2 separate regions of the Ovis aries genome follow, and region 2 is linked to region 1. A link is a contact called in public Hi-C data. All regions are on one chromosome and are shown on one strand. The core of a region is the stretch at or near the end of the contact, and the rest is flanking DNA. Distances in the headings are between cores, read along the strand shown.

What was found. Hi-C and Micro-C count contacts between places; a contact is called where the count stands out from the background.
Region 2: a Hi-C map of liver shows a contact between it and region 1, with 2.2 times the contacts expected there. The contact joins two enhancer-like sites. A contact is called at or near these places in 5 of 16 Hi-C or Micro-C datasets (blood, hypothalamus, liver and 2 more).

The regions. Positions count from the first base shown.
Region 1 is chr7:78,623,537-78,627,809 of ARS-UI_Ramb_v3.0, reverse strand. No RefSeq gene overlaps it. Among named protein-coding and RNA genes, the nearest start is that of ZFP36L1, 77 kb to the left of the region's middle. Within about 2 kb of position 1,904, at least 10 of the 54 cell types and tissues checked have an H3K27ac peak or open chromatin away from gene starts, as enhancers often do. A contact at or near this core is called in liver, where this site is marked.
Region 2 is chr7:78,697,093-78,701,963 of ARS-UI_Ramb_v3.0, reverse strand. It overlaps ZFP36L1 (ZFP36 ring finger protein like 1), which reads left to right. Exons shown (of 2, transcript XM_015097137.4): 2 at 1,443-4,267. The coding sequence ends at 2,402. Among named protein-coding and RNA genes, the nearest start is that of ZFP36L1, 3.6 kb to the left of the region's middle. Within about 2 kb of position 2,848, at least 23 of the 54 cell types and tissues checked have an H3K27ac peak or open chromatin away from gene starts, as enhancers often do. A contact at or near this core is called in liver, where this site is marked.

The DNA of each region.
Region 1 (4,273 bases), core at 655-3,154:
TTACATAGCTAGAAAGTATCATTGCTGAAACTGAGACAATTCTCCTGGTTTAAAACCCAGGCCCTTTCATTACATCACAGCAGAAATGTACCAGTTGGATCCTGTAGGAATGTATCTGTTCAGAATCTCAAGAGCGAGAGCCACAGGGATTTCAGCACTTCGTTACTAAATTATTTCTTTACAGTCTGAATCTAGCATTGCTTCCCTACACAATAACTGATTTGCATAGTATCGATTCTTCAGCGCAAAATGTCTAGAGGCCATGAATGAACCAGCAGTGAAAAGTTGATTATAATCATAAGTTACTGTTTCCTAGATGCCATGTGCCAGGGAATGGGATGAAATTTGAATTCATTTAACTGATTTAATTTTTGTAATTTAGGTTCTAGCCCCATTTTGTAGTTGAGGAAATGGAGACTCAGAGATATTAAGATCACATCGCTATTAAATCTGGAGGCTGAGATTCAGAATTAAAAGCCTAGTTAGGTGTGACATGTTTCATTGTGTGCTAATCCTCTAAAAATTCAAGAAGGGTTGCCCTGTTGAGAGCAGTACTTTTGCGTTCTTCTCTAAGCAGTGGGTAAACAGGCCCTGCTGTTCGTAAGGCCAGTAAAAGAAGAGAATAAGAAGGGAAGCTCAGATTGAACTACAGTCCATAGCGCTGACTTAAACTTTTAGAAGCCTACAACGAAATGGACAGACAATTTTCTGAAGGAGCGACAAATTCCAGATCTTTCTTAGTGCATACATGTGTCTTTAAGGCACTTCAGTTTTGTCTGACTCTTTGCGACTCTATGGACTGTAGCCCACCAGGCTCCTCTGATCATGGAATTCTCTAGGCAAGAATACTGAAGTGGGCTGCCACGCCCTCCTCCAAGGGATCTTCTTGACCCAGGGATTGAATCCATGTTTCCGTGGCTCCTGAATTGTAGGAGGATTCTTTATCGCTGAGCCACTGGGGAAGCCCAAACTTTCTTAGGCATCCTGTTAAAAGGCTCCTTCTCTTAGAGTCTGTAATGTGGAGGCTGCAGAAATGGGCTTCTTTATTTCTTCCCAGGCCTCCAGAGGATCATTTTCCATTTTTTTTCTCTTTTTCCATATTAAACAGAGCATCATACATTCCTGAGTATGCTTCTCCCACAGATTTGTTTTGACAAGCAGGGGTGGGGGAAGTTGGGAGGCCTGTAGAATGGGCTGCAAGATAACCTGAGGATCTAGGAGAGCCCTTTCCAAAACAATGGTTGATTATTTCCAGCTCTCTCTCAAGCTGGTCTTCTCAGAGAGCAGCCCTCATCAAAGGGAGACAGGCTGCTCTCTGCTTACCTTCACCCTTGTCAGAGGTGTGTTCAGAGGCTTCCCTCACCCTGATGGTGACCTGCTAACATCCATGCCTCTGGTCAAAGGTTTGTTTATGTATTTCATTAAATAGGTTGAGCATTTATCAACCATTATTGGTATTTCATAACCACTCCTCTTGGTGTTGTAATTACAATTCTTTTGCATTCTTAAATTTCAACACATGATTTTTTAAAAATAGGATACTTGGGTTTCAAAATCATGCAGTTTTCCCCTTTATGAGTTTGCATGGGAATGTAAAAAGGAACTGGGGAGAGAGGGTCCTTCTAGGACTTTACTCACAATACCTTCTTTCCAAAAAGCTCCGCTTGGCATTGTTTTGGCAGTTGATTTTATCATAAGTTATAGATTTCCCTTCCTTTATAACTCTGGGACAGGCATTCCTTTCTATTTTTATAGGGAAGGAAAGATTATTGCCTAAAACCTTAGTGATTTTGCTTCCTCCCCAGAATAGTAATTTTATCGTTATGTAGCAAGAATATCTACACAGGTTTATTTAGTAAAGATTATATTCAGAGGTCTGGGTACTGATTAACGATGCTTGGCCCGCTGAACAATGGGCGTAACCTGGGCTAGATAAACCAAATAAGACCTTTGTCTTGTTTTGCTGGCTGCTCAAAATTGCCTCTACCATAAAATCATTGAGCCTCCAAGGAGAGGCCAAGATTCTGCCTGTGAAGAGCTGGGTTTTATTTCCTGGTCTTGGTGGATAGTTGAACACAAGTGGGGATGCTGATAAGAAAAGCCTTAAGGACATGTGTACTTGTGAGTGTGTGTGGGTCTATACATACTTGTGCACATGCTCACAAGTATACTGCTTCACCCTGGGACCCAGGCTGTGGGGAACGAGATGGTGAAGTAGTTTACCTGCATGTCCGGTAAGGCATGAACACGGAAGGCCTTCACCCGACTCTTGTTCTAAGGTATTCACATTCTCTTCCTCTCTGGCGCTGGTTGGGGCCACTTTGCCCAGGTGGACAAAACAAAGGACTAAGGAAGTTCCAGATCCAACAGTGTTCTGAAGGAGCTATTCTGCTATCCTCAGAGGTGCCTGGAAGAGATAGTGAGCTTGAGTATGTGATCTGATTAACATGAACCTACCCCTCTCCTGGGAAAACCACTTGGGTTTGTTCCAGATTGGGGTCAACAGTGTGACACTTATTTCCTCAATATACTCCAACTTTGCTGAACATTTTTTGAAAATAAAATCCTCCAGTACTATTGTGTAGACCTTGCATTTCTCAGAAGCACTCCCTGTATCTTTGGGGAAATCCCTGAGAGCGGATTACCTGCCCTAGCCCCTGACACAGGTCTGGTTTTCAAGTCGAGGGGAAGAAACATTAGGAAAACTCCACTCCAGAGAGCTCAGGCCTTTCCAGGGCTGTGTTTTATAATGGATTGCTTGGAGGAACTGAGAATGCTTATCCTGGGGAAAAAAACTCTCAGAAGGAATCAGGCTGATAGTGTTAAAATACCCAAAGGGCTCTCATGAAGGAAAGGAAATAAATTCATTCAAACTATGACTGAAGGGTGGAAGTTTCCAAAAGTAGTGCTTTGGTTCAATATTAGAATGACTGTCTCATAATCATCCAATGATGAATGGAAAGCTTCCTTGGAGGTGCTGAGAAAGGACCCAGTTTCAGGATCGTGAAAGCAGGGGACAGCAGGGGTGTCGTAATGTGAATTCCAGAACTAGGCGTGAGGTTCAACCGATGACCTCCAAGGTTCCCTCCAGCTCTAAGATTATGTGATTCTATATCTGTAATTTTCCATTTCCCTATTAAGAAGAAATTTTCCACATTCAAAATTGTTCTTAGCATTTGATAAAAGTTGTGGGATGATTTCTGCTCTACTTAACGTGGGGCTTGCTCTTTTGCCCCAAGGCTCTACAAGATATAAATACATCAGCGCTGTTTGTTGGGCAGAGAAGATGGGAGTTTACTGCTGGCTTGTTTACATGAGACCTAGTGTGGAGGGGTTGGGAACTTCATGTCTTGCCTCACATCTCTGCAACTGTCTGTAATTCCTCCATCTAAAGGACCTGGGTATCTTGCCCCAGTCCTGGGTGGTGGACACGGCAGAAGCTGTCTTACACCAACTGCCTTGGCAATTCTCTCAGCATCCTCCCAATCCCCCCCAATTCCATATCCGTCCCATGGAGCCTGGATGATATGACTATTCTAAAGAATCTCCTGAGATTCTTACCCAACTGGAAGACAGAGTAAACTGTCTTTTAAGTGCTCCTTTCATTAAACCACCATAAAGAATAAAAAACCCTTCTGTTTAAAAACTCCACTAACCTAAACATCCAGTAAACAGTGGATTATAATTTCATCTGACTTTAGCTTTAAAGTGGAAAGTTCTTTTGTTTAAACATAGTTAAATCTTTGCCTTGAAGGTTGACTGGTTGATTTTTTTCCTTGCTTTCAGAATACTCTTTCTTCTTTGGTTTTGGGCTAAGGATTGCCCAGGGCTAAGTGTTGCAAGAGAGATTTAGGAGTTGAGAGTAAAATACGGATTATTCAGAAATGAATGATCTCACACCAACTGATTGTACGTCAGTGTTCACTTTAACTAGTAGAGTGCGATCAAGGATCTGGGGTGGCGGACCCAATTCCTTTTTTAAAAAAACTTTCTATTTTGTATTGAGGTGTAACTAGTTGGCATTGTTACGATAGTTTCAGGTAAACAGCGACAGGACTCAGCCATACACAGACATGTATCCCTTCTGATGGGGGACCCAGTTCTTTAGTTCTCCCAGCAATCACCAAGGAGAGGTAAGTATTAGCTATCAGATCCCTTTAGCTAAATTTCAGACTAAAGGCAATGAATAAAGGGGCTCAATGTGATTAGCTACCTGAGGAGTGCAGATTAAAACCACCGGGAGATACACATACATCAGAATGGCTAAAACTGA
Region 2 (4,871 bases), core at 1,599-4,098, 73 kb before region 1:
GCTGTCTTTTCCTAGCTTGCTTCTCCAGTCGGTGCAGCTGCCAGGGCCCCAGGGCTGCAGAGTTGGGGTGCAGGGACACCCTGGAGCTGAAGAGCAACATCAAAAAGTTTGAATTTCAGTTTCCTTCCCTCCCTGTGCTTTTCCAAACTTCAGTTGCCCTGGCGGCTGCCTGAGCTAGCCGGCACTTCTTCCTTCTTTTCGCGGCTCTCTAGCTCTTTGATCTATTTCTCTTTCTCTTGCTCCCTCCCCCCTCAGGACTTTTTAAATGAACCTCATTGTTGGGAACTGGCTCTCCACTTGGTTCCTGTAATCCGCTCCAGGGGGTGGTTGCTGTTACAGATTCCCGATCCCCCGCAGCTGATCCTAAGGGGCCAACTTTAGAATTTGCACAATGACACCCACATGGGCCTGGAAGCCAACTCCCAGGTCCCCTGCTCACACCCTTTCCAAATCTTGAGTACAGGTTGGGCAGGTGAATTGAGTCCCATTGGAACAGAGACCTGCCTGTGGTGCCTCTGCCCCCCGCCCCACCTCCCCCACGTCCATTATTGACTGGGAGGAGGCTGGGGGGATTTGGTGCTTTCCTTTTCCTTCCCACCTGCAGCTTTGCGTTAAAGATTAAACACTGGCGCTCTTATCCAAGCCTGCTCTTGCAGCCAGGAGACTAACTGCAAAGGCATCCTCTCAGCGGAGGGGGTGGGGTGCGCAGTGAATGGTGGGAGAGATCATTGTAGAAGGCTCCCCTTCTGGGATCATGGGAGTTTTGTATTCAGGGATCACATCCCTCTCCCCGTAGCCGCCCCCCCCCCCACCCCCATCAGGGATTTCTCCTCTAGCCCCTCCCTCTCCCCTCTCAGCAGCAAGGTAAAGTGAAGGCAGTCTGGAAACCTGTTGCCAAAGCAATAGATGCTTCTGAAGGAGGAAGTTGAGAGTCTTCGGCCAGGCTGTGTGTTTGTGTGTGGGGGGCGGAGGTAGTCAGTTAAGCAGGGACTGATTGAAAGGAGACCTAGCCCATAGTCTCCTGCGGTTTACCTTTTTTTGTTAGGAGGGTGGGAAATGAGAGTTTGTGAATTGTGTGAGATATTTTCAACTGAGGAAGGTGAAGTTGGATTTTCTGGATGAAAGTGGTAGCTTTGGGGACAGGATATGACAGTGCATTCCAGGGATCCAGGGACTGGCATGGAGTAGGTGCATGTGTGAAACAATGTCTCACATAGGCCAGGATTTTTGTAGTTTCTTCTGCCTGGGACCAAAGTAAACCCTCTGGGGAATGGGAGAAAGAGGAGGAGGGGGCTTGCCGGCGGAGAGGTGAGGATGGTGAGTTCCTTTGAGAGGGAGCATTTCTGATCGAGGAGGGGGCTGCCCTTAGGGGGTACTCTTCTTGGGCCTGGTGGATGGCCTTTGCCACTAACCACAGTCTCTCTCCTCTCTTTCCCCTCCAGGGTAACAAGATGCTCAACTACAGTACTCCCAGTGCCGGGGGTTGCCTGCTGGACAGGAAGGCGGTGGGCACCCCTGCCGGCGGGGGTTTTCCCCGGAGGCACTCGGTCACTCTGCCCAGCTCCAAATTCCACCAGAACCAGCTTCTCAGCAGCCTCAAGGGTGAGCCAGCCCCAGCTCTGAGCTCTCGGGACAGCCGCTTCCGAGACCGCTCTTTCTCAGAAGGGGGCGAGCGGCTGCTGCCCCCCCAGAAGCAGCCGGGAAGCGGCCAGGTCAACTCCAGCCGCTACAAGACGGAGCTGTGCCGCCCCTTCGAGGAGAACGGAGCCTGTAAGTACGGCGACAAGTGCCAGTTCGCCCACGGCATCCACGAGCTCCGAAGCCTGACCCGCCACCCCAAGTACAAGACGGAGCTATGCCGCACCTTCCACACCATCGGCTTCTGCCCATACGGGCCCCGCTGCCACTTCATCCACAACGCCGAGGAGCGCCGTGCCCTGGCCGGGGCCCGGGACCTCTCTGCTGACCGTCCCCGCCTCCAGCATAGCTTTAGCTTTGCTGGGTTTCCCAGTGCCGCCGCCACCGCCGCTGCCACGGGGCTGCTGGACAGCCCCACATCCATCACCCCACCCCCCATCCTGAGCGCCGATGACCTCCTGGGCTCACCCACCCTCCCCGATGGCACCAATAACCCCTTCGCCTTCTCCAGCCAGGAGCTGGCGAGCCTCTTTGCCCCTAGCATGGGGCTGCCCGGGGGTGGCTCCCCGACCACCTTCCTCTTCCGGCCCATGTCTGAGTCCCCTCACATGTTTGACTCTCCCCCCAGCCCTCAGGATTCTCTCTCGGACCAGGAGGGCTACCTGAGCAGCTCCAGCAGCAGCCATAGTGGCTCAGACTCCCCTACTTTGGACAACTCAAGACGCCTGCCCATTTTCAGCAGACTTTCCATCTCAGATGACTAAACCAGGGTAGGGAGGGACGCCCCTGCCTACTCCCCTCCCCCACCCCCTCATCCCCTCCCGACATCCCCTACCCTTACCTCCCTCCCCTTCTGATTCCTGACAAACCCCTACATTAACAAGGTTAAGCTCAACCCCTTTCCCCCAGAACCTTGGAATGCCCCCTCCCTCTCCCCTCTTTACACCCCACCCCCCAACATAAGGACAAGTCAGTTTGTCAGTAGCTTCCTCTGGCTTGAACCCCCTCGATTTTTATAGCCCACTTAACCATGCATAACAGACAAGTCCCATATTTGTCAGTAGATGCCTTTTTTTTTTTTTTTACCCCCGCCCTGGCTTAAGCCTTAAGTGCCAAATCACAAAAGAAAAAGCAGTAACAGTTTACAGAAGCAACTTAGTGCCTTGTAATCTAACTTTGTCACTGTGACTACATTACCTCTTCAGCGCCAGAGGGCACCCGTGGGCCTCCCCAGAGCCTCTGCCCAGGGGGAGGGGGAGGTGGGGGGGGGCATGTAGAACCAGCAGCTCCCTCCACTGGCAACACAATTGCACCTTTCCTTAATTTCAATCTCCCACACACTTCTTCCCTCCCTCTCCCTGGTAGCCCCCACACCCCCCTCGGGAGAGTTGTTGCCAGACTTGGGTTTTTGGGGAAACCTGTCTTGACATTCAAAACCTTTTTTCTTCCCGACCTGAACCTCTGTTGACTAATCTTGCCTGGGTTCGTGTAGGTCTGCAGGAAGGAAGACTGCAAAAGCGGATGAAGATTGTGACATAAGTGGGACTTTGTGATTTAATTTTTTTCTTTTTTAAGTGGGGAGGAAGGGGAAGCTAGATGGACTATGAGAGACTTGATTTTGGTGCTAAAGTTCCCCAGTTCATATGTGACATCTTAAAAAATAACAACAAAAAGAGAGAAAAGCTTAAAAAAAAAACATGTAAGGGGTGAGCAGTTAATGGTATTCATTCCACATACAATATCTGTGTAAAACGATTTCCTGTAGAAGTAGCTTTAATGGTTTTTGCTCTAGAATACCGTAGGTCTATCCTTAGAGCACTCACGCCATGCTTTTTTCCCTGGGTTTTAAACTTCATATAACTTTCAGAAATTGGAGAGCAAAAATTTTGCTTGTCACTGCACATCAATATAAAAAAGCTTATTTAACTTATCAAAACGTATTTATTGCCAAACTATGCTTTTTTTTTGTTAATTTTGTTCATATTTATCGGGATGACAAATCCATAGAATATATTCTTTTATGTTAAATTATGATCTTCATATTAATCTTAAAATTTTGTGACGTGTCTTTTTCCTTTTTTTCCACAGTTTTAATATATTATTCTTCAACGACATTTTTTGTAACTTTACACTTTTTTTGGTTATTTTATTTTAAAAAAATGAAAAATTAATTTAAAAAAATGCAAAAAACTGTTGGATTATTTATTTTAGAAATTTCCCCCCTTTGTGTTGGACTGCAAATTGAGTTTCTTTCTCTTTTGGCCTTTCACAACTAGGACTGAGAATGTATGTAAAAGTTCTGTGACAGTACAGAAGGAAAACAACTTTTTATGTATAGCTTCTAAAAGGGAAAAAAAAAAAAGAAACCCTTTGACTTCCACGTGCCCATCTCAAGACATTCCGATTGCAGATTTGAGGTTCTGGATTCCAGGTTTTGGAGTTTTCCAATGTTAATACAAACAGAACTGGCACACCACACATTAAGATGAATGTAATTATTATTCCTCTTGCTGGTCACTACCGTCGCTTTCTATTTCTCTTTCTTTGTGTGAATTTATTTAAAAAAAAAAAACTTTTTGTAACGACTATTTGCAGTTTAAAAATCAATAAACCCATTTTTTTCAAGAAACATCGATGGTGAAGCTGGTTTTGCTTGCTTTGGTTTTACTGTGCCTGTAGGCTTGTAGATGAGGTAGGTGCTAGGAAGGGGAGGAGGGGAGAAGGGCCCTGGTTGATTTCTTCTAGTCTTTAACAGCTAAACCAGTGGCTGGCTCCTTTTGTTGAGGTTGGAAGTCTGTTGAGCTTAGAGGGGATGGTGTGGGAGTTGATTGCAAAGCAGCCTGTATTTGTATTAACCTGCCCAGTTGTTGGTTGTTGACTAGGGGCCAGCCTTATCCACGCTGTAGCCTCGAAGGTTCTTCTGGAGACCTGAGGCATGGGGGCTTCCAGTATTCCCTGCTTAGTCTGTGGTCCTAATGTTTGGGGTGCTGAAATGATAAGAGGGGGATGTAGCACATGGCACTCCAGCAAACCTGGATTTGTTCTTTTATTTGGGCGCTTCCAGCCTTTTTTTTTTATTTTTGGCTGTGCCACCTGGCACATGCAATCTTAGTTCCTAGACTAGGGGTCAAACCCACACCCTTGCATTGGGAGTGTGGAGTCCTAATCACTGGACAGCCAGGAATTCCCTCTAGGCTTGTTTTTCTCTGCAGGAGATGGACCTGAAGCCCTAG